Linked DNA regions of Mus musculus: regions 1, 2, 3, 4, 5 and 6 are each linked to region 7. A link is a contact called in public ChIA-PET, HiCAR-type, HiChIP or PLAC-seq, Micro-C and promoter capture Hi-C data. All regions are on one chromosome and are shown on one strand. The core of a region is the stretch at or near the end of the contact, and the rest is flanking DNA. Distances in the headings are between cores, read along the strand shown.

Region 1 (2,700 bases), core at 201-2,700, 420 kb before region 7:
ATTTATGGCACACTCAGAAAAAAAATGAATGTAGTGCCTTCAAAAGAATCCTCGGTCTCTTTATCCCGTCCCCAATCCAGTTCTAAGAGACTCTTTAAAAATGTTCACTGAATAACACAGGCTAGCCTCAAGTTCACTGGCCTTCCCCAGCCTTCGAAGTGTTAGGATTCACAGGCATGCACTACTGTACCTCACTCCTAGGAGACTCCTAGAAAGACAGGTAATAGTTCTTTTAAACACTTTCCCCCCCCGAAACAATGTCTAACAATATCCTGATACTAATTTGCAATAGGGATTTTGGAAAAACCTAACTTCAACTATAAATCAAACTCTTCTCACAGAGCCTGATAAGGCTATTTTGTATTGACCTATCTGTCCTTAAGGCATTCGCTAGGACCTCTCAAGTTCACTTACAAGACCTGGGAGTAGCAATTTCTATACTAACCGAGATCCTGAATCATCTGGAACTTTCCACAGGCTACGGGCTGTTTCTAAATTCTCGTGGATGTCACCCAATGGACAATAAAACAAACAGGATTTTAATCAGAGGCTTTTCTCAAGGGATGCTCTGAGGGAGGTGGGAGGGAGAATCGGCTCCATTTCAGGAGGGGGTGGTATTGCTCCATCTAAACACATCTTCCTCTCTTAAAAGTTCTAGGGGAGGGCAAATCTTTTCTTTCAGTTAGCAATTTGTGATAAATGGCTACATGCTGAAGAAATATTTGCTTCCAACAACTGTTGATAGCCCAGGCATAATTTTCTAGATTTAGCACTCAGAGCAAAGTCGGCACCCAGCACAGAGCCTGATCCCAACTTGTGTTTGCTGACTTTTTCTTGCTTGTTAAGGTGTGTTCATAGTCACGTGCCAGGTTAAAAATTAATGCTCAGAGCACGATGAAGTCAGATACAGTAGGCGCAAAACTCAAAGAAAGAAAATGGTAGAGGTTACAGTGTGTGTTCGTGGGGGAGAGCCTACCTTGACCTCTCCAGGGACACCTTGCCATACACAGCTCCACTTGACCCCTAGACAACACCTTGCATCCAAGACAGCGCTTTCAAAACCTTCTTTTCCCCATCCACTTTAAGAGAGACACTGAGTGAATCCAAACGCTGTACAGAGCCGGTGTCCGGGGAGGGAGGCTCTTTCAGGCTCTTGTCCTAAGCCCAGAGTCTGTGCGGAAGCCACGGCAAACTCCCCGGTGTTACCCGCAGCCACCCCACCCCGCGCGCACCCGACTCTTTGTCCGGCTCCGGCACACGCCTGGTCCTTCGGACCCAGCGGGAGACGCCGGGTCCCCGCATCGCACTCACCCGCGTGGAGCAGCCCGCCGGGGCCGCGGCCGTGCGCCGCTCAGACAGGTGTGGGCGCCCGGAGGACGCGCGCGGCTCCCATGCCTGCTCCGCAGAGTGGCCGAGTGCGAGCCTGAGGTCCAGCAGAGCCTGCAGCACCCGGTCCGCCCCCCATCCCCTCCCCTTCGCCTCCCGGGCCCTCCCGCCCCGCCCCCAGCCGCGAGCCGCGCAGCCCGCCGGCCGTCGCCTCCCCTTCCCCTAGCCGCCTGCCTCCAGCCAGCGTCACCCTGCTATTCAGAGGTCCAGAACCCTCGGGCCCCGCGCAGGTGGGTCTCCGCAGCGCGTCACCACCAGCGGGTCCCCGTACTCGATGCCCCTGCACCGTGTCCGATGAACGGCTCCTACCAGTGACTCTTGCACTCTCCCGCTCTAGACAACTTCACACCAAGTTCTAGGGGTCTACATTGCCCAGAGTCTGCTAAAGCAATGCTCCAGAGTGGGCGGTCCCTTCCAACCTTCCAGTCCTCCAGCACCCCGGGTGCGTGGAGCGCCGCTAGGCAAGTTTGCAAAGCAGAATTCAAACTTGTAAGCTCCTCACCCGTGCGCATTCTGTGCGCCTTGAATAGTGACGACCGAGCTCCTTTCCACCTTAGTTCCTCCTCTAGCGCTTCTAGAGTGTACCTCAGTTTGTAATCCAGAGGCAGGCTACCGAGGTTGCAGGCCCTGCAGTTCAGCTGCTAGCATACTGGGTCCCAGAGCACAGCAAGGGATCGCGGACTTGGCAGCTTCCCAGGGGTTGACTGGTGACGCCCCCGGCCTGGTCTTTACTGGGGCACCAGGGCACCAGCTGGTGGAGCCACCTCCTAGCTTATGGTGCCTGTTTCCCTAAATCACTGGAGAAGTCCACACCTGGGGGACTGAGTCAGCCTGGTGACCTCACTATTTAAATATCTAATGCTATATAGTCTTAGTAGTCTCTTAAGACTATCCACACATCCATTTCTGTGAACCAACCCTTCATGCAGGTCATGGAGATGAAAAGGGTGGAGCTGTGGATTTCCCCTCAGGACTGGAGGACTGGAGAGGCCTAATCTTGCTAGCAGTCAGACAGCTCCTGAACAGTAGGACAAAATTTTGCAGAGGTCGTTTTCTTCTCTCCTCCTCCTCCTCCTCCTCCTCCTCCTCCTCCTCCTCCTCCTCCTCTCCCTCCTCCTCCTCTCCCTCCTCCTCCTCCTCCTCCTCTCCCTCCTTCTCCTCCTTCTCCTCCTCCTCCTGCTCCTCCTCCTCCTCCTCTTCCTCCTCCTCCTCCTCCTCCTCCTCCTCCTCTTCCTCCTCCTTCTTTTTTCTCCTGTCAATCCCAGAGTAGCCTTCCTTTTTTCCTGTCAAAGCTTGCCCTCAGAAAGGGAGGGC
Region 2 (2,700 bases), core at 171-2,670, 380 kb before region 7:
AGACAGGAGTGCTCCTCTTCTACTGAGGGGGTAAATATTGTAATAGGAAACATGCTTTTCACTAGGAGAGAAGGAAAAAATGTGAGACTTGGTATTGAACCCGTCTGGGTTCTGGAACCTGGTTTTGGATGCTGGGAAGATCTGGCCTCAGAGAGTTAGCACCCAGGCTGTGGACACTGCTGCTCTGAAGGGCCGATCCCACTGTACACAATACCCCCTAATGAAGAGCAGATTTTTCCCACCCCCACAATCTGGGGTGAATGCTTTTCCTCCTCACCCTAAGGGCAGAGGAGGAATGTTCTGAGAATATTTGCCAGAGAGATTCAGCCAACATCCCATTTGCGCATTACCAGTGACAGATTTCCGCCGCCTTTTGTTCCCATCATCATCGGAGTCTAAACATCCAGAATGGGCCTTCGCGCAGAGGCAGTAAGGACTCCAGACGGTGCCACTGAGGAGGGAACCTGGCTCTTGGTGTGCTAGCAGAAGCAAAAGCTTTTGATCATCTTTATAATCAAGAGACGAGGACTGTGCCTGGCGGGCTGGGTTGGAGGAGGACAGACAGATCTGCAAAGCAGGCTTTAAAATCCACTTCCCTTTCTGTAGCAGCTCAGGCACCATCTGTACCCTAGCGCTAATCCTTTAATATCCCTATGATATAGGGTTATCAAGTCTACTCTACACCTGAGAAGAGTGAAGCTCAGAGAGGTTAAGTGATTTGTGTAGGACTGCACAGCTGGCCAGATGCAGAGTTAGAACTCTAAGCCACTGTTTGTGTTTCATAACATGAATTATTCCAGTTCTGCTGCGCTGCCATGACCGCCTGTGGCAGGACTTTAAGAACACTCCGCAGCCATGTTGCCCACTTTGCAGCTGCCCTCTCCACAAGCCTGGGTGGGGCCTGGTTGGCAGAGTAATGAAAGAATGCCTCTGAGCACTGATCAATTCCCTGAGTAGTTCCCTGGAGTCAACCTCAGGGTCTTCCCACCAGCTCTACAGCTAAGCCTGACTTAGGCTATGGCCTATTATCATCTAATGAAGTAAATCTGGACGTGTGGCCTGCCCTGTAGCTCTGACCTATGTGTGCCTGAAAGCTGGCAAGGTTATTTTCTTCTGATGTTTGATTTGGTCACAAAAGAATTCGTAGTTCTCTTTCACAAAGTCGCCTCATAACTGATAATCTGTGTATATTATGTTGAAATTCTGCTAGTAAACAGCATCTACCCTCTCTTCACCCTCATAATAAACTGTCTAGTTTTCTTACAAATCAGCAGATGCAGCCAGAATTTCCTGAAGCCCTAGCTCGTCCACAGCTAAGATTCCCTTTTAGATTTGAAGTATGAGGAAAGGACCCAGTGTCTAGCCAAATGCCCAAAAGGTCTCCAGTTAGAATGATAAATTATTAGTCACGAGATAGGAATTCACAGAGAACTTGTGGCTACGTGCCCAGGAGAGGAGTATTATGACACATTAATGCAAAGGGTGTCAAACACTGTCTAGATTATTAATAAATAGCATGGTTTCCTACCTACACAAAGAACACTATTTCTCAAACTTATATACCCTTCTCAAATTATTAGAGGGTAGCCACGATCACAGAGTGTTGAGTACTGTATATTGTGAAATTGATAGAATATAAATGCATCTCAAAATTTAATACATTAATAAGTAGTTTTCAGTTCTTTGTATTTTTCAAACTAACTACATAAAATGCATCAATACTCATGTTTTAAAATTAATTGACATAAAATGCATCTTCATATTCATAACATTTGGGAAAATTTAACCTTGCATTTCAGGGAAGGTTGTAAAATAAACTCAGGACCAGGGATTGCTCACTGGCGGAGGAGCCTAGGGACCTGAATTTCAGGCTCGTGCTCCACACTGCGCATCAGACATTGAAATATAGAACAGGAGCACAAAACAGCCCGCATTGCTCGTGGGTGAGGGGACTGAAGCTCAGGGGGCAGACGTGATTGTACAGAGGTCATAAAACGCATTACCAGTAGAACATCAGCTCTCTTCTCTCTCATCTTTTTCACATCCAGAGGGAGTCAAAGCCTGATACTCCTCTTCAGCCAGGCTGTGGCTGAAGAAGAAACCTGATCCTCAGGTTGTCTCTAGCTGGTCACTGCTCTCTTTCCAGTCATCACACAGTGTTTAGTGAATAATACATGTATTCAATGATCAAACAAGACAAGTTGATTCATATGATTTATAAATAATGCCTCACTTATTTTTTTTTTTGTGCAGTCTCTTAGGTATACCATTACTTCTGTTTTTATTTTTGGAAGTAGAGTAAACTGTTGGCTCAAGATCTCATCGAATGGACTCTGTAACAAAGCTGTGTCCTGCCTCTGCTGTATCCTGAGACTGACTCTGGGTTTTGTAAGAGCTGAAGCACAATCAGCTGGTGAATGGGAATAAGCTGGGCCCAGTCCGTAGGGACCATCAGTGGGTATAAGGGAATAATGAATTTGTTGACAGCATTAGAATCTATTGCAGAAAGTTCCAAGATTTCAGATGCATGTCATTATTCTAGGATATGGGATGGGAGTCTTGACAAGTCTTCCCACCCATTTACCATGGAGCCTTCTCTCCTTCAAGGGTGGTTCTCCAAGAGACAGTTTGCATAACTTAGACTTTTAAAAGAGTGTCCCTGGGCCTTTCTTGTCTGACTCATTGTGTGGTCGCAAGCTA
Region 3 (2,700 bases), core at 13-2,512, 480 kb before region 7:
TATTCTTAAATTCTGTACTTTAAAAAATTTAATTCTGATTAAAATGAGTGCTCTCATTTTGATTACAGTACTTGCTGTGACATACACACACATACACACACACCCCACATGTGTTTGTGGATATGTGTAATTTTAATTTTTTAAACCTTATTTTTAAATGCCTTAACCTCCCTTGTAGCCCACCACCCACCAGAGGAAGTGGAAAAGAAAGGATATGGGGAAGTGGACCTGCTTAGAATGGTTCTTTGTAGCAGCTCCTGTCTGTGTTATCTGGAAATCGGCAATTCAGTTAATAGGTTAGCAGTCAGTGGCAGTTCGATCTACTCGAAAACACTTCATGGATACACCAGCAGTCCAGTGTGATAGAGTCAGGTTAGCAACAGCGATGACACAACCTAGCAGAAATAGCCGGGCCTCAGCCTCAGATAGAATCAGCATAAGGGACCAGCAGGAACATCAGGAGAAGTTCTATGCTGTGCCTCTTTCAGGGAAGTGAAGATCAGCAAAGACTTGAGACCCACAAGCATTGCACAGCTAGCTGTACCAGCAAGCCAAGCTCCCTCTCCCTCACTCTGTCAAGTCCTATGTATACCCTCCAAACATCATGTGTCCTCCACGTGCCTTGCCTCAGCGCAGGTCTTGCCTTAGCACGTGCATCCAATCAACTCCAGTCTAAGGAGTCCCAACAAATGCCGCTCAACTACACAAAGTAAGGTGGACCAATACATGCTTATCGTTAGCAAAGAATCCTTCATCACATGTCCTTTCACATGTTTGCTTTAGCAGAACATCCTTTCTCCTGTGTCTGCTTCGGTGAAACATTCCTTCACAAGTCTGCCTTAGTCTTTCATCTGTGTCCACTTCAGGAAAACTCTTTCATGTGTTTGTCCTAGCAAAACACCATGCAACACAATTGACTCTCCAAAGAATCCTTAAGTTTCCACTTAAGTATGCATGCAAGTACGTGCACGTGTGCGAAGGCTGGAAGCAACCTCAGGTGGTGTTCCTTAGGAGCTGTCAACCATGTTTTGATACAAGAAAGTGAGGCCTGAAGTGCACTTATTAGGCTAGACTTGGTGCTCAGCAAGCCCTGAGCATAGTCCTGCCTCTGTGTTTACCAAATGAGCTATCCTCCCAGCCCTGGCTGGCATTGGTGTTTTAAACGATTTCTTTTTATTTACATTTGTGTGTGAACATACCTGTACACAGGTGACTGTGGTAAAGAAGGTCTTGTGTCCCCTGGAGCTGGAGTTACAGGCAGTTGTGAGTAGTCCACCAGGGTACTGAGAATGGAACTTGGTTCCTCTGGAAGAGTAGTAAGCTCTCTTAACCAGTAGCCATCTCCCAAGCTTAGATATTGGTGTTTGGAGGAAGCTCTCTGGCTGATTTAGGGGGGACAGGACCAGTGTACAGAAGAAAAGGATGCAGAATGGGGGAGGAGGTATAGTTCTATTATTCATGGGTTATGTCTAAGGTTTGGCATGTACTGTGGAAAAAGTCTCAGGATGGAAAATAAGCTATCTGTCTGGTCACTCTGTTCCCCAAGAGTTGCAGACAGGCAGGACTTGCTTGGCTGTACCTTGGACTGAATGTGTGTCTCGCCAAACTTCACATTGAACTTTATCCCCCAGCAAAGCATCATCAGGAGGAATGGCCATTAAAAAGCAATTGGGTCTTCAAGGCTCTGCCTCACACGGGGATTAGACTTTTAGGAATGGTCTTAAGCGGGTGAATTCAGTTCTGTTTTTTGCCTCTTCTGACTCCTCTGCTGTGTGGTCACTGTACTTGTCTCCTCTGGGTGGTGGAGCAACAAGTAAGGCTGTGGACAGACAGCAATCCTGCTGTCAACCACAATCTTGGCCTTCCAAGCTGGAATTGTGAGAATTAAAATTCTGTTCAGTAAATTGTCCTGTCTCGGTATTTTTGTTATGAGAATGGGAACAGACGTTCATCATAATGAATTCTTTTGCTTTGGTGCTTTGGGTGTTTTCTGTGGCACAGAAAATACCAAGACAGAGACCGAATCTCTGGGCAGCAGAGGTCCCTGATCTGCAGGGCAAGGGGTGAGCTTGCTGTGCCCATCTTTTGACATCCACTAACTAGACAGGAAGTGTGAGTAACAGAAGGACTGTCAAAAGCGTCTTAGCTTCTACTAGCGGTTAACAGAGATGGGCAGAAAGCATCATTTCCACTTCCTTTAAATCTTCAAAAAGATCCCCTCTGAAGGATTTGGGCCAGGCACATCCCCAGGTCTTTGTAAGGTGTACTGCATCAACATCCATTAAAAATAACGAGGCAGTAACTGCAAAAGACATGACTTCATCCTGGCAGCAAATGCTCCGCAAGTGCAAACCTGCCATCTGCTAGGCAGTATGACGAGTTAATACGCTCTTCCTTCTGAAGTCATTCAGTTGGATCCTCCTGCTTTGAAGCATCTGGCTGGTAGCTGTGCTGTCAGCATGAAGCTACCTTCTCAATTTCAAACACCCTCATGTTGGAGACTGAGGATAGAATTCCTGTGGTCTAGACACAAAAGCCCACTACCAGGACCTCAGATGGGGCTTGCCACTAAGTATTGAGGGTTGTAGCTCAGAAATGATTGAGCAACCTTTCAACAAAATCTCAAGAGTGATCAACAACCTCTCAGAATGCAGAAGACCATCTGCTTCCTGCATGCAGCTCCGCCAATGAGGCTGCCTT
Region 4 (2,700 bases), core at 95-2,594, 510 kb before region 7:
CTCATCTGCCTCAATTGGTGAGGAGTGTAACATCAACTCTAAAACCCAACCATGAAACTATGTTGCCAGTAGGGTCATCATATCTACAAAACTGTTCCTTATCTTGATTTTCTGCCTCTGGAGTTTGTCAACCAATAAGAAGAAGCTTATCAGCCTGGCCAGACTCGGCCACATGCATGTGCATGTTCACACACACAGCACGTACACATACACCATCACCATGCTGGAGCTCTAGTTAAACAGTTGTTTTTTCAACGCTGTTCTCACTTAGAGAATTCCTGCCAAGAGAAAATGCAAATCACTTTTCCATCCAGCATCTAGGGCTTTTATAAACTAGTCCAAGAGAAATTTAATCCGCGTCTCTATGACAGAAACTAGGCAGGCAGGCAGCCAGCAAACTTTCGTACTTTAAGAGAAACGCAACAAGCTCCTTGTCAATTTATATCTGTGGCTAGCAAACTCAGCCACAGGGGACTAAGTTCTAAGCCCCGGAGAGGACCAAGGCTGCTTGGAGGAGGATTGTACTGGAGGGAGGCCTTTGAAGGGTAACTCCCTTGAGTGACAAAAGGACTTCAAAAATGTTAAGGAAGCCTCACCATGCAGAATGTTGATTCTAGAAGGGTCACAGATCAGAAACTTCCACAAAGTGGGGGCATGGAGGGGGTAAGGAGGAGGCAGAGAGAAGGGATGCTCTATAGATGAGCTAGGATCGGATCACAGAGGGATGGAGCCTGGAGACTTACCCCAGGAGCTGTGGGAGTCCTTGGGCTATTTTAAACAGCTAGATACTGCCTTTGCCACCTTTCAACTAAACATCAATTGAAGAAGGAACCAGGAGCTTTCTCCTTATCTATTAACCACTGTAGCAGCACGTGGAGAGAAGCTTTATCACGGCTCTTTTCCAGTTTAGTACAGGGACTTACCTAACTACCTAAGACTGCTTGGTGAGACGGAGCCAACACTTGAACCCAGGTCCAAGGGCCTCTAAGCCAGTTCATTCCATTCTTCAGTTTGGCTCAGAGGCCAGGGCAAATATCTTCTTAATTCATCTTTATTTTTCCTGTCCCACATATAAAATTTAGGAGAGTTTGTTGGGGTAGAAAGCCAAACATGACCTCACCACTTTTTTTTTTTTAATTTTTATTTTTTAAATCAGGTTCTGGAAACAACCATAGGAGTTAGGGAAATAAAGGAATTCTGAGGCCAGAGGCCCTTTCCTCCCCTCTGAGCACACTCCCTTTTCCTCTCAGGAATTTTGCCCATGGGAGCTGTCTCAGGTGCCAACTGCTCCCATGACCTTCCTTGCCTCCCCAGTACATTCCTGCATCTAAATCAGAGCTGGTCAACGTTTCACTCCTGCTGCCCTCCCAGCCACATCTTCCAGAGCTAGTGAACAATTAACTACCAGCAGCTCCTCTGCCTGTTCGCTTTTTGAGCCTCTCTCCTTTAGCAGCTTCTAATACTTTTCTACTAGGCGTCAATGATCTACCAAAGCTGTCGAGAACGGGGCTTTCTTTTCCAGTGTTCAAGGAGCCTCTTGAAAACATTCTTTTGCAACCATGTAAGATTTTCCCAACAATGTAAGATTCTACTAAACAAGAAAACACACCTTAGGGGCAAGTGCGTGGAAGTATCCCTGGTTGCTCCTGAACTAATTTTTCTATTGAGAACTTAACAAAGAGCTAGAGAGTGGGGGTGAAATGAAGATGCCAGGCTATCTCTGCCTCTTTAGAACAAGGTCACCCACCATAGCTAACTCTATTAATTTCTACAGGTATTCTCTTTCTCATTGGCAAAGGGAAAGCCATTTTTTTCTTTTTATATTTATTCTACAGACTAAATGCCAATTCATGTAAAGGTATTTGTCCCATAGTAGTAATTTACTAGATCTCCATTCAAAACAAACAAATCTACATCCTAACATTTGTAATATCCCAGGATACTGTAACTTATAAAGTGCCTTACAACCTTAGAAGTGTAGGGGGCAGAGCCTGAAGTCCAGGATGTATTCAATGATCTTTCACCCAGTTAGTGACATTCACTCAGCTCTGACTGAAATCTAGCTATACACAGGATTTAAAATTTTACAATAATTACATTAAACAAATGGAAAAAATGGATAAAATTAGGATTAAATCTCAGTTAACTCACTGGTATGCAATATATTGTTTCATTGTATAATTAATATAAAATTATTAACAATATTTTATTTTTTTGCCAAATATTTAAAACTAGGTATGTGTTTTATACTTGCAAAATTAAAGCTAGCTGTCTTTCAAGGGCTTTATAGTCACTTATGAGTATGTTGCTGCTCAAGCCCCTAAGCCTTCTCTACCTATACATATTACTTGCCCCACATCTCAAGAGATGCAGAGATAGAAGGCAAACAAACAAACATCAAGTGAACAAGTGAAAAACATGGGAAACCATGAACCAGGATGCAAGTCTCTCTTTATCTAGGTCACCAGGTCACTTGCTGTGTGTTTGTCTGAGCAAGAAGAAAATTCTCTGGATCAAGTTTTGAGATCTCTAAAGCATTTTCTGCTCAGGCATGAAGGGTTAGAAAACCATTTTTTTTTTCCTGATCCAGGTATTGTGCCCTGCACTCGACAATTATCTGATTTAATAATTATTGGCAAGGACACTCTGTCTACTTTAAAGACTCTTTAGTGGCACAAGATTTGATCCCAGCACCTGGGA
Region 5 (2,700 bases), core at 172-2,671, 410 kb after region 7:
GTTTTTTTTTTCATTGAAGAATTAGCTTCCAGGACTTCTGGTGGAGGTTTCCCTGAAAGCAAAGTCCTGGGGGCTGCGGCATTCAGGGAGTTCCACAGAGTGGTGTAGTCCAACCTCCTTCCAGAGATGGGAAAATAGAGTGGAAGAGAGTAAGCAGCCTGCAAGATGACAGCCTTGCTGGTCCACCAGGAAAGCCCATGTGCGTTCCCACTTTGTGCTGAATCTCTGCAGATTATGGGCATCTGTGGTCTGCCCACATCCCCAAAAATGTGTTTCTTATCATTTTAAGGGACATTTCAATTCACTTTCTTTCTAGGTCTGTTGATTTCTAGACTCTCCATCAATGCATGAGTCCCTTGGTAGAAAGAATAAAGTGTGACAATTACCTTAGAATCCAAAATCTTGTTAGGCTTTCCCAGGCAATGCAGGAGAGGTGAGAGTCAAGCTATCTTCTGGGCCTGGCCCTGTGCTACCTTGGGCAAGACTTTTAACTTCTCTGGACTTGAACCATCTCATATAGAAAATGAGGTCATTTTTAAGTCACAGAATCTTATCATCTTTCCTAAAATATATTGGGAGGGGGCGGGGCGTTGAGAGACAGAAAGAGTGAGATGAAATGTCATGCTTGTACAAGGAGACTGTGTGGAAGTTAATGGAAGCACGGAGGCCTGTACACTGGAGTGATTCACATAGCCTGTGCTGTTTGTGTGTGCACCAGGGCCTTGCAGCCAGTTATTAAGAGGAGAGGAGACCAAGGTTGCAAAGACCTCCAAAGGCTCTATCGCAAAGTACTTTTCAGCTGGCAAAAACAACTAGAGGCTTGCTCTGAAAGGATGACAGAGCAGTGGTTTTTCTGGGCTGAGTGATGTTCTCCCACCTACCTGCCCACCGGCAGGTCTCTTCTTTGTGCTAGTGTGCATGTATAGAGAGGGTGGTGAGCAGAAACAGTGTTAGTCCTAAGAAATCTACCCTTTTCCCCTCAGCTAGATGGTACAGCAGTTAGAAAATCCAGGGCTAATATGGCTCATTCAAGTATAGCTCAGAAGAAAGGAGAAATAGCAGAGCTATTAGAAGAGATGTTGGTACCATCACAGTGGGGTCATTCAAATGACTGAACTTAATTCTGATATTACATATAGGGAGTCATCTCCAGAATATTACATGTGACCAAGATAAAAGAAAAAAAACCAGAGAATATTAAAAACCTACAGCAATAATCATCTTAGAAAATGCAAAAGTGGCTCTCACTAAATTTGAAAGAATTCTTATTCTTTTACCACTTTCAAACAAAAGAGCCAGAAACCCTGTTCTTACCACAATGCTGACTAACCGCTTCTGGGGCCATGTGTCTCTGAGGGTGTGACTCACATAGCCTCGGTGCCATTTGTGCATACACTGGGGCCTTGCAGATGCTTATTAAGATGAGAGGAGACCAAGGCTGCAAAGACCTCCAAAGGCTCTATTGCAAAGTACTTTTTGGTTAGCAAAAACAATCTCATGAAGAGAAACTGGGAGTCGCTGCTATGAGGGTTTGTGGTACACCAACAGGTTACCATATGTCATGGTGTGTTTTTTCCTGTTCTGAGGAGAGATGAGTAGTCCTACCTCATCAGAAATTCTGCCACTATGGTGGCCTCTGGTCCCCTGAAACTTGGCAGTGATGGGATCTTCATTTGTATCTTTTCTTATTCAGACCACTGTGGCTGTTGATCACTTAATTGTTCAATGACTTACTCAGCAAACAGTTACTGGGTACCAACCTTGTGCCAGTCTCTGTACTTCATGACAGAACTATAAATGGTGATAAGGATATAAGCCTTATCTTTAAGGAGCTTGCATCCACAAATGACTGAGTGAAAGAGATGTATAAACAGAGCCTAGGAATACTGTGTAAATGAGGAAGGGTGGTATTGTGGGAACAAGGAAAAAGACAGTGTGTCTTTGTGGTGCTCAGGCTGAGTCTGCAGAAGCAGCAGTGGGAGGAGCAGCTGGACAAAGCCACACAAAGATGTGCAGAGGTCATCGGCCTCTTTACAAGAGCTGGGCACTGCTAAGTACGTCCAGGCTAGCATGCCAATAAATTATCTCAAAAGTCTTCAAAAGCAGGTCTTATCCTCCCCATCTTTACAAGCAAGGAGACTGAAATGTAGGATGGTTCTCTACTCTTTCCATTGTCATGTTTAGGTGGAATTCAAACTAGGCTTTGGTCCTGTTTGGGAGAGCCTCCAGAGCCTATAGTATCAGCCAGACATTTCTACCACTAATACCTACAGATAACAGAAGAGCAGTGTTGGAAACAATGAGAAGTTGAGTGTGCTGGCAACTGGGGCTTGGGAGTGCCTTCTGGGAAATAAATCCAAAAAGTGACATTCCTGCCCTCTGCCAGCATATTGTGTTTAAGACATTAAGCAAATATATATGGAATGAATGCCCTGCTTCCATGCCCAGTCTGATCATGAACAGGTAGATTTTTTTCCCCTTCTTTAATTGGACAGAACTGTGGTTCTTCTGGAAGGAGAAAAATTAAGAACTACCGCCAGCAGCCCAGCAGGGACTGTCTGCTTGATCAAGAGCCTTAAGCCATGAGCAAACTATCTGAAGCACTTGATCCTTTGGTGGCTGAGGCCTGGGAAGTAATGATGCTGTGCCTGTCAGGATTTGTAGATAGCCTTTTGTGACGGTGTGTGACTAAGGAATGTG
Region 6 (2,700 bases), core at 30-2,529, 440 kb before region 7:
GAAGACGTCAGCAATCTGTGGCTCTTGGTCGTTGTGATCGAGAACAGATCTTATAGCTATGCTCTCGCGATCCCTTGTTAACAAGACATCCAGCCATGGCAATGACCCAGTTTCCATCACATCCCCAGTGTGTTGAAACTGAGTAGCAGAAGGAACCATGGATTCCACCTATTCCCTCCTTGATAACATTGCAGAAATTCTCTGTACTAAGTTCCAAATATCTTACAAACTGTTTCCACCGAGAGGAACCATGCAGGCCATGCCCCTTCGTTCCCTATAGCCGCTGGTCACTCTGTTTGTGGCCAGTGCTGATTGTAACTGAGTCTTTCTTTCATTGAAGACAAACAGGTGTCCCTTAGGGTCCGTGCATTGATCCTGGCTCTCCTTTCCACAGTCATGTAGAACACAAGATCCCTTATCTTACTGGACTGTGCACATCTCTAAAGATGAGGTCATTTTTCATATGTTATCTCATTGGAAGTGGTTATGTGACGTTCACAAGGGCATGCACCATTTCAGTTTTACCTAAATGAGTGCCTTGCACACAGCACGTTCTATAAATACAAAGAAGTAAGTATCCTCCTACCATGTACTGTTACCCCACTGATTGCTTTATACTCACTCTACTCTTAAATGTTGAGTGTATGTGCTTACCAGCGTGTATGTATATGCGCCATGTCCATATAGATGCCCACAGAGGACAGGAAGAGGGTGTTGAATCCCAAGGAATTGGAGTGACCGGTGATTGTGAGCCATTGAGAACTGGCCAATGTGAGTATTAGGAGTTGGACCAATGTCCTTGTCAAGAGCAGCAGGTGTCCCTAATCATCTCTCCATCCCCAGTACTCCAACCTTGCTGGGAGAAGTCTCTAATCCAATTCTGCAGACCCTGTGTTGCTGGAGAGGAAATAGCATCAGCTTGTGTGATCGACTGTCCTCTTACAATTTAGATTTTAACAAAAGTAAGATTTTTCTTGAAAAATCTTTTAATAAAACCATTTTAAATTCTGAGAACTTCTTGGTACTCTTTAATGAGCCAATAAGGCTTTAAATTAGTAATGTTTGCTGCACTGAGCTTCCTGGTACAGATGTCTGGGATCTAACATCCAGCAGAGAGTCAGGCATTGACACTCACAGATCAGGCCTCTCCTTCATTTTCTACAGGATCTCAAAGGCTTTCCAAGGCATTTGGATGAAGCTCAAATGGTTGGGCGTGAACAAGTCACAGTTCCAACTATCCAGATGGAGCCAAGAAGTCTGGGACCAACTGCGGGGGAGCCCCCAGAGTGCTAACTTGTTTATTATGGATGAGAGTATGGGACTCGCGCCCAGCTGCATTCAGCATATATAATTGGCATTTTCAAAGTGCAACACAGCCTTTAAGTCATCCATGCACCCCTAGATTACCTGGCATCACGCCAATGTTGACAGAGAAAGTGAACGCCAGGCAAGTGGAAAACAGCGCTGAAGCAAAGCCACAATGGAAACTTCTAGGAAGGATTTCACCGCGGTCAGTAGAATGCATCGATCGTCACAAAGTGCCTGGACTACTTTGCACATTGCTTACCTTCAAGGGAAAAGGGAGAGGCTGTGTTTGGATGTCCCCTTTGTAAATGGGAGAAGATGTGGAAAAGACAAAGTTAAATCAAATACTTAGTAGAGCCACCAGAAAGTCCCTTTTGGGTTCGGAGAATTGGAGGAGAGCAGCATAGTTATAAGTCAAGGAAACCACTAGGGGGCAACCCAAGAATGGGGGAAAAGCAGCGGCGGCCGAGAAAAGTTGCTTTCTATACTATTCGAGGAAAGCTGAGATCACGCAGTAAGCAGAACAAGGTGATATTTCAACATGTTGATTTTTACCCAAGGTTACTCTTGACTTGGGAATTCCTCCTAACTGGTCAGAAACACTAAGCAACAACTCTCTAAACAGAATTGTGCTATCAGGAGAAACTGCAGCGCTAGAGTAGTGCACCTGACGGTTTTAAATTCCTTCTCCAGGGCAGTGGGAAACTTTGAAATGCTCGCAAATGGGAAGGACATTTAATTAATGGTAGATATAAAGTGACAGAGAGTAAAGAAAATCTGAGCACGCTTAGCGAGTGTTTATTACCCAACGCTGGCTGTTTGGTAAACAATAAACTGAAAGGAATTACACGTGTTAATGCCCAGGTTTATAGATTCAAGTGTGATCACAATGTTTTAGCCTTTTCCACAACTCTCATGAAAAATTAGATTTTTCGATTTAAATTCCCCTTTCTCCCAGTAAGTCTTGATGGCATTTTTCTATATTTAAGAACTCCAAAAGAACAGAGCAGGGGCGTTAGAGACTTTATGGAACAGAAGAACAGTCACAATTGAGGTGATCAGTACAGAATGATTCTTCCTGGTACTCTGCTGTAGCTGGCCGACAAACATCTTTGCTACAGTGGGAAAGCAAGATGAGATATTTTGTGGAGTTTCCTATCTTTGCGTTGGACTGCCCTGGCAATTATCTGGGAGTAGTAAAGCATGCCATTTTAAAAGGAAAATGTTCTGTGTCCCAGAATGGCTTATCCACAGAGGACATTAGTCACGCTTGGGTCACACTGCTTTGCCAAACATGGCATTTTTTCCCATCGGGGAACTGGATATAGAACTGGTATTAATAAATCCAAGAAAGGAAATGCAGCGGTGAGGCTGGACACTAACTGGGAGATTTAT
Region 7 (2,700 bases), core at 171-2,670:
AGCCTTGCAACTGTGGGTCTCCTCCCTCAGCCTTCTGAAGAGCTGGAAATACAGGTGTAAGACACGAAGCTGGGCTTTATTAATGGCAGACATCTGAGGAACACGTTCTTCTCAAATTGTTTCTTTCATCTTCCAAACCCCAGAGCTCCTACTGGGACATTCCAAAAGCTATTGACCAGGGTTAGCACTACCTCACCTCCACAGGAGCCTCCCATTCACTGCAGACAGAAGTCCATGGTTTCTTGGAACCACGTGTTTTTCTTAAGAGCAGCGTGTATAGAATACATTATCAAAAGCTGGTGAAAACGGAGGCGTGGAGCTCTCGCTTACCACACGTGAGGCACAATTTAACAAAGAGGTTGCAGTATTTAACAAAACAAGGAGAAACAAAACAAGAATAGCTCTAAAGAGAAAGGAGTCACGTCTCAAGACGGATACATCGCTGGTTTCTAAAGAGCAAACAAGATTCACTCTGGTTACTCCTCAACCACTCCCGCACTCATTTCATTTCATTTCATTCTAAGGCTCTGGCTAAGCAAGGGCATCTCTCTGACCAAAAAGAAAGCATTGTACTCGAATCCTTTAGTTATCACAGGTACGGCTCACACCTAAATTTCAGTCATTTCTATTAAGCAACTTGCAATTATTGTATTTTAAACTGGGTCGGTAAACTTCTGAAAGGGGGGGGGGGGCCTTCCAAAGACACCAAAAAGGAAAAACAAAACAAAACACCTTCATTGTCCGGAAAATTGAATTTTTCCGAAAACCACTTAGCTTTAGATTACAAATCTCAGCTTTACTTCTAAGTAGCATTATCAATTTACAAGAGTAATTACTACACTATCTACTGAGTGTACGTTCCTGAACAGCAAAGAGAGAAAGACTAGCTCACGAGTTACCACGGTTACGGCGAAATGCCGTACAGAAGGCTGAAATTAACAAGTAACTACAGCACTCAACCCAGCAGGTGGAACAAAATCCGCACTCAACAAAATGCAGTCACATCCTGACAGCCTCGCAAACACAGCTAAGAGTGGGGCCAGCGTCCCATTGCCCGTCCGTCGCACACGCCCAGGAAAAAAAGCACAATGACCAGGTTTCCCCGCGTTCCAAGCGCCGTGCACCGTGCCACCACCCAGCTCTCAGTCACCGACCCCTTCCTGCCACCGCCCGGGCCATCCTCACCAGCCTCCCCGCCACCAGGCAGCCAAACATGGCAGCGCCCTCGGCGCCTCTGCTAGGCCAGCGGGCACCTCAGGCCGGACACCAGGAATTCCGCAGCCACTGTCCTAATTGAACTCAAGAACCTTCCAGAATTTGCAGGAAGGAACGTGACCCTCCACTACATAACAACACAGGAACGCATCTGGGCCGGCGACCTCTGACCCTTCCTTCCTAACTTGCACGCCTCTCCGGAACGAGTACTTCCGGGTCATTACACCCATTTCCTCCTTCTAAGGTAGTAAGGAGGAGCTGGTATCGCGCTAAGACTACAAATCCCATAGTGCAGTGCGCCAGCCTCCCAGAGGGCGAGCCGGGAGAATTTGAAAGTTACTACTGATAGTACATGATTTCCGTGCCTGTGTGAGTCAAAGTTTCTAAAGGTGGTGCTGGGAGAAGACCTTTCTGGCGGTTGTGTAACATTTTAGGAGTAACAATACGCCTTTGCCAGAATCGTTTCACCCAGCCTCTCCTTTCAAAAGCTTAATGGGATAAATATTATCTCCGTTTTATACGGAGGGCAATTGGTTCGGCATAACCTGCCCGGAAGCTTGAAAAATTGATTTTTGGAGCGTAAATTCAAGTTGCAACCAACTTACTGCATTCTTCCTGACAAACATTATATCAAAAATGTTAATATATTTTTATCTCATTTTTATGGCAGTGTCTTATTACCTAGCCCAGGTAGACCTCGAACTTGTGCACTCCTTTCTCAGCCTCCAATTGCTGGAATTATAGGCGTGGACCACTAAAGCTATAGAGGTCCAGAAGTCCTTTTCCCCACTAAATACTAGTTTTAACACGTAGTTGTGTTCTTGCTTATATTTCTTGTAGTGCTTCACTTGTGCTTCCTCCCCGCCCCAACTAATGTGCTGTACAACTGTAGGCAAGCTATATAACAGCTTCATCAGTCAATCATCTGCAAACTGAGACAAATAGACCTATTGGGTTGCTGGAAGGATTAAATGATGAATTAATTGATAACTGCCACTAAGAATAGGGTCTGGTGCTGCTTAGGGAGTTTTGTTGTAAAAATGCCTTTTAAAAAAAATAATAATCTAAGTTTTCTCACTTTGGGGAGTTGTTTTCCAAGACAGGGTTTCTCGATGTAGCCTGAGCTGTTCTGGAACTCACTCTAGACCAGACTGGCATCAAACTCAGATCTGCTTCCCTCTACCTGCTAAATGCTACAATTAAAAGTATCTGATACTAGCTGGGCGTGGTGGCGCACACCTTTAATCCCACACATGGGAGGCAGAGGCAGGCAGATTTCTGAGTTCGAGGCCAGCCTGGTCTACAAAGTGAGTTCCAGGACAGCCAAGGCTACACGGAGAAACCCTGTCTCAAAAAGCCAAAAAATAAAAAAGTGTGTGACACTGCTGCTCATCTTTTGGGATTGGTGTTTGTTTGTTTGTTTTTATTCATTTATTTGTCTCTCTGTTTGTTTGTTTTTTAAATAGACAAGGTTTTGCATAATTT

Evidence for each region. Promoter capture Hi-C pulls out the DNA fragments that hold promoters and counts their contacts. Hi-C and Micro-C count contacts between places; a contact is called where the count stands out from the background. ChIA-PET counts read pairs in DNA pulled down with a chosen protein or histone mark. HiCAR-type assays count read pairs that join an accessible place to other places. HiChIP or PLAC-seq counts read pairs in DNA pulled down with a chosen protein or histone mark.
Region 1: an H3K4me3 HiChIP or PLAC-seq map of embryonic basal ganglia shows a contact between it and region 7, with 4 times the contacts expected there. The contact joins the promoter of Prss23 here to the promoter of Hikeshi in region 7. A contact is called at or near these places in 11 of 39 promoter capture datasets (the 3T3-L1 cell line, the HPC-7 cell line, the SN4741 cell line and 8 more), 1 of 484 Hi-C or Micro-C datasets (embryonic fibroblasts), 5 of 115 datasets of contacts at active chromatin or transcription factors (craniofacial prominence, embryonic basal ganglia, embryonic limb bud and 2 more) and 3 of 9 other capture datasets (adipose tissue, embryonic stem cells and macrophages).
Region 2: a Micro-C map of muscle stem cells shows a contact between it and region 7, with 4 times the contacts expected there. The contact joins the enhancer-like site here to the promoter of Hikeshi in region 7. A contact is called at or near these places in 1 of 484 Hi-C or Micro-C datasets (muscle stem cells) and 1 of 115 datasets of contacts at active chromatin or transcription factors (bone marrow-derived dendritic cells).
Region 3: a contact with region 7 is called in a promoter capture Hi-C map of cranial neural crest. The contact joins the enhancer-like site here to the promoter of Hikeshi in region 7. A contact is called at or near these places in 4 of 39 promoter capture datasets (cancer-associated fibroblasts, cranial neural crest, pre-B cells and 1 more), 1 of 484 Hi-C or Micro-C datasets (cortical neurons), 1 of 115 datasets of contacts at active chromatin or transcription factors (forebrain) and 2 of 9 other capture datasets (adipose tissue and liver).
Region 4: a HiCAR-type map of kidney shows a contact between it and region 7, with 3 times the contacts expected there. The contact joins the enhancer-like site here to the promoter of Hikeshi in region 7. A contact is called at or near these places in 4 of 39 promoter capture datasets (the 3T3-L1 cell line, cranial neural crest, hippocampal neurons and 1 more), 3 of 115 datasets of contacts at active chromatin or transcription factors (fibro-adipogenic progenitors, kidney and pancreatic cancer cells) and 2 of 9 other capture datasets (adipose tissue and macrophages).
Region 5: an RNA polymerase II ChIA-PET map of memory CD8 T cells shows a contact between it and region 7, with 38 read pairs. The contact joins the enhancer-like site here to the promoter of Hikeshi in region 7. A contact is called at or near these places in 3 of 39 promoter capture datasets (the HPC-7 cell line, hematopoietic stem and progenitor cells and liver), 1 of 484 Hi-C or Micro-C datasets (CD4 T cells), 2 of 115 datasets of contacts at active chromatin or transcription factors (CD8 T cells and memory CD8 T cells) and 2 of 9 other capture datasets (adipose tissue and liver).
Region 6: a HiCAR-type map of fibro-adipogenic progenitors shows a contact between it and region 7, with 7 times the contacts expected there. The contact joins the enhancer-like site here to the promoter of Hikeshi in region 7. A contact is called at or near these places in 7 of 39 promoter capture datasets (the SN4741 cell line, cranial neural crest, frontonasal cranial neural crest and 4 more), 7 of 484 Hi-C or Micro-C datasets (adipose-derived mesenchymal stem cells, cerebellum, cortical neurons and 4 more), 6 of 115 datasets of contacts at active chromatin or transcription factors (craniofacial prominence, embryonic basal ganglia, embryonic limb bud and 3 more) and 1 of 9 other capture datasets (adipose tissue).

Annotation. Positions count from the first base shown.
Region 1 is chr7:89,516,136-89,518,835 of GRCm38.p6, forward strand. Prss23 (protease, serine 23) reads right to left here and starts at 1,451. Exons shown (of 2, transcript NM_029614.4): 1 at 1,312-1,451.
Region 2 is chr7:89,558,436-89,561,135 of GRCm38.p6, forward strand. No RefSeq gene overlaps it. Among named protein-coding and RNA genes, the nearest start is that of Prss23, 42 kb to the left of the region's middle. Within about 2 kb of position 1,421, at least 48 of the 459 cell types and tissues checked have an H3K27ac peak or open chromatin away from gene starts, as enhancers often do. A contact at or near this core is called in muscle stem cells, where this site is marked.
Region 3 is chr7:89,461,854-89,464,553 of GRCm38.p6, forward strand. No RefSeq gene overlaps it. Among named protein-coding and RNA genes, the nearest start is that of AI314278, 37 kb to the left of the region's middle. Within about 2 kb of position 1,263, at least 21 of the 459 cell types and tissues checked have an H3K27ac peak or open chromatin away from gene starts, as enhancers often do.
Region 4 is chr7:89,433,072-89,435,771 of GRCm38.p6, forward strand. No RefSeq gene overlaps it. Among named protein-coding and RNA genes, the nearest start is that of AI314278, 8.1 kb to the left of the region's middle. Within about 2 kb of position 1,345, at least 34 of the 459 cell types and tissues checked have an H3K27ac peak or open chromatin away from gene starts, as enhancers often do. A contact at or near this core is called in adipose tissue and kidney, where this site is marked.
Region 5 is chr7:90,354,205-90,356,904 of GRCm38.p6, forward strand. The region is part of intron 2 of Sytl2 (synaptotagmin-like 2); the gene reads left to right. Among named protein-coding and RNA genes, the nearest start is that of Sytl2, 53 kb to the left of the region's middle. Within about 2 kb of position 1,422, at least 72 of the 459 cell types and tissues checked have an H3K27ac peak or open chromatin away from gene starts, as enhancers often do. A contact at or near this core is called in CD8 T cells and memory CD8 T cells, where this site is marked.
Region 6 is chr7:89,498,397-89,501,096 of GRCm38.p6, forward strand. No RefSeq gene overlaps it. Among named protein-coding and RNA genes, the nearest start is that of Prss23, 18 kb to the right of the region's middle. Within about 2 kb of position 1,280, at least 51 of the 459 cell types and tissues checked have an H3K27ac peak or open chromatin away from gene starts, as enhancers often do. A contact at or near this core is called in adipose tissue, cerebellum, cortical neurons and 2 more, where this site is marked.
Region 7 is chr7:89,939,784-89,942,483 of GRCm38.p6, forward strand. It overlaps Hikeshi (heat shock protein nuclear import factor), which reads right to left and starts at 1,421. Exons shown (of 5, transcript NM_026304.3): 1 at 1,186-1,421. The coding sequence starts at 1,215.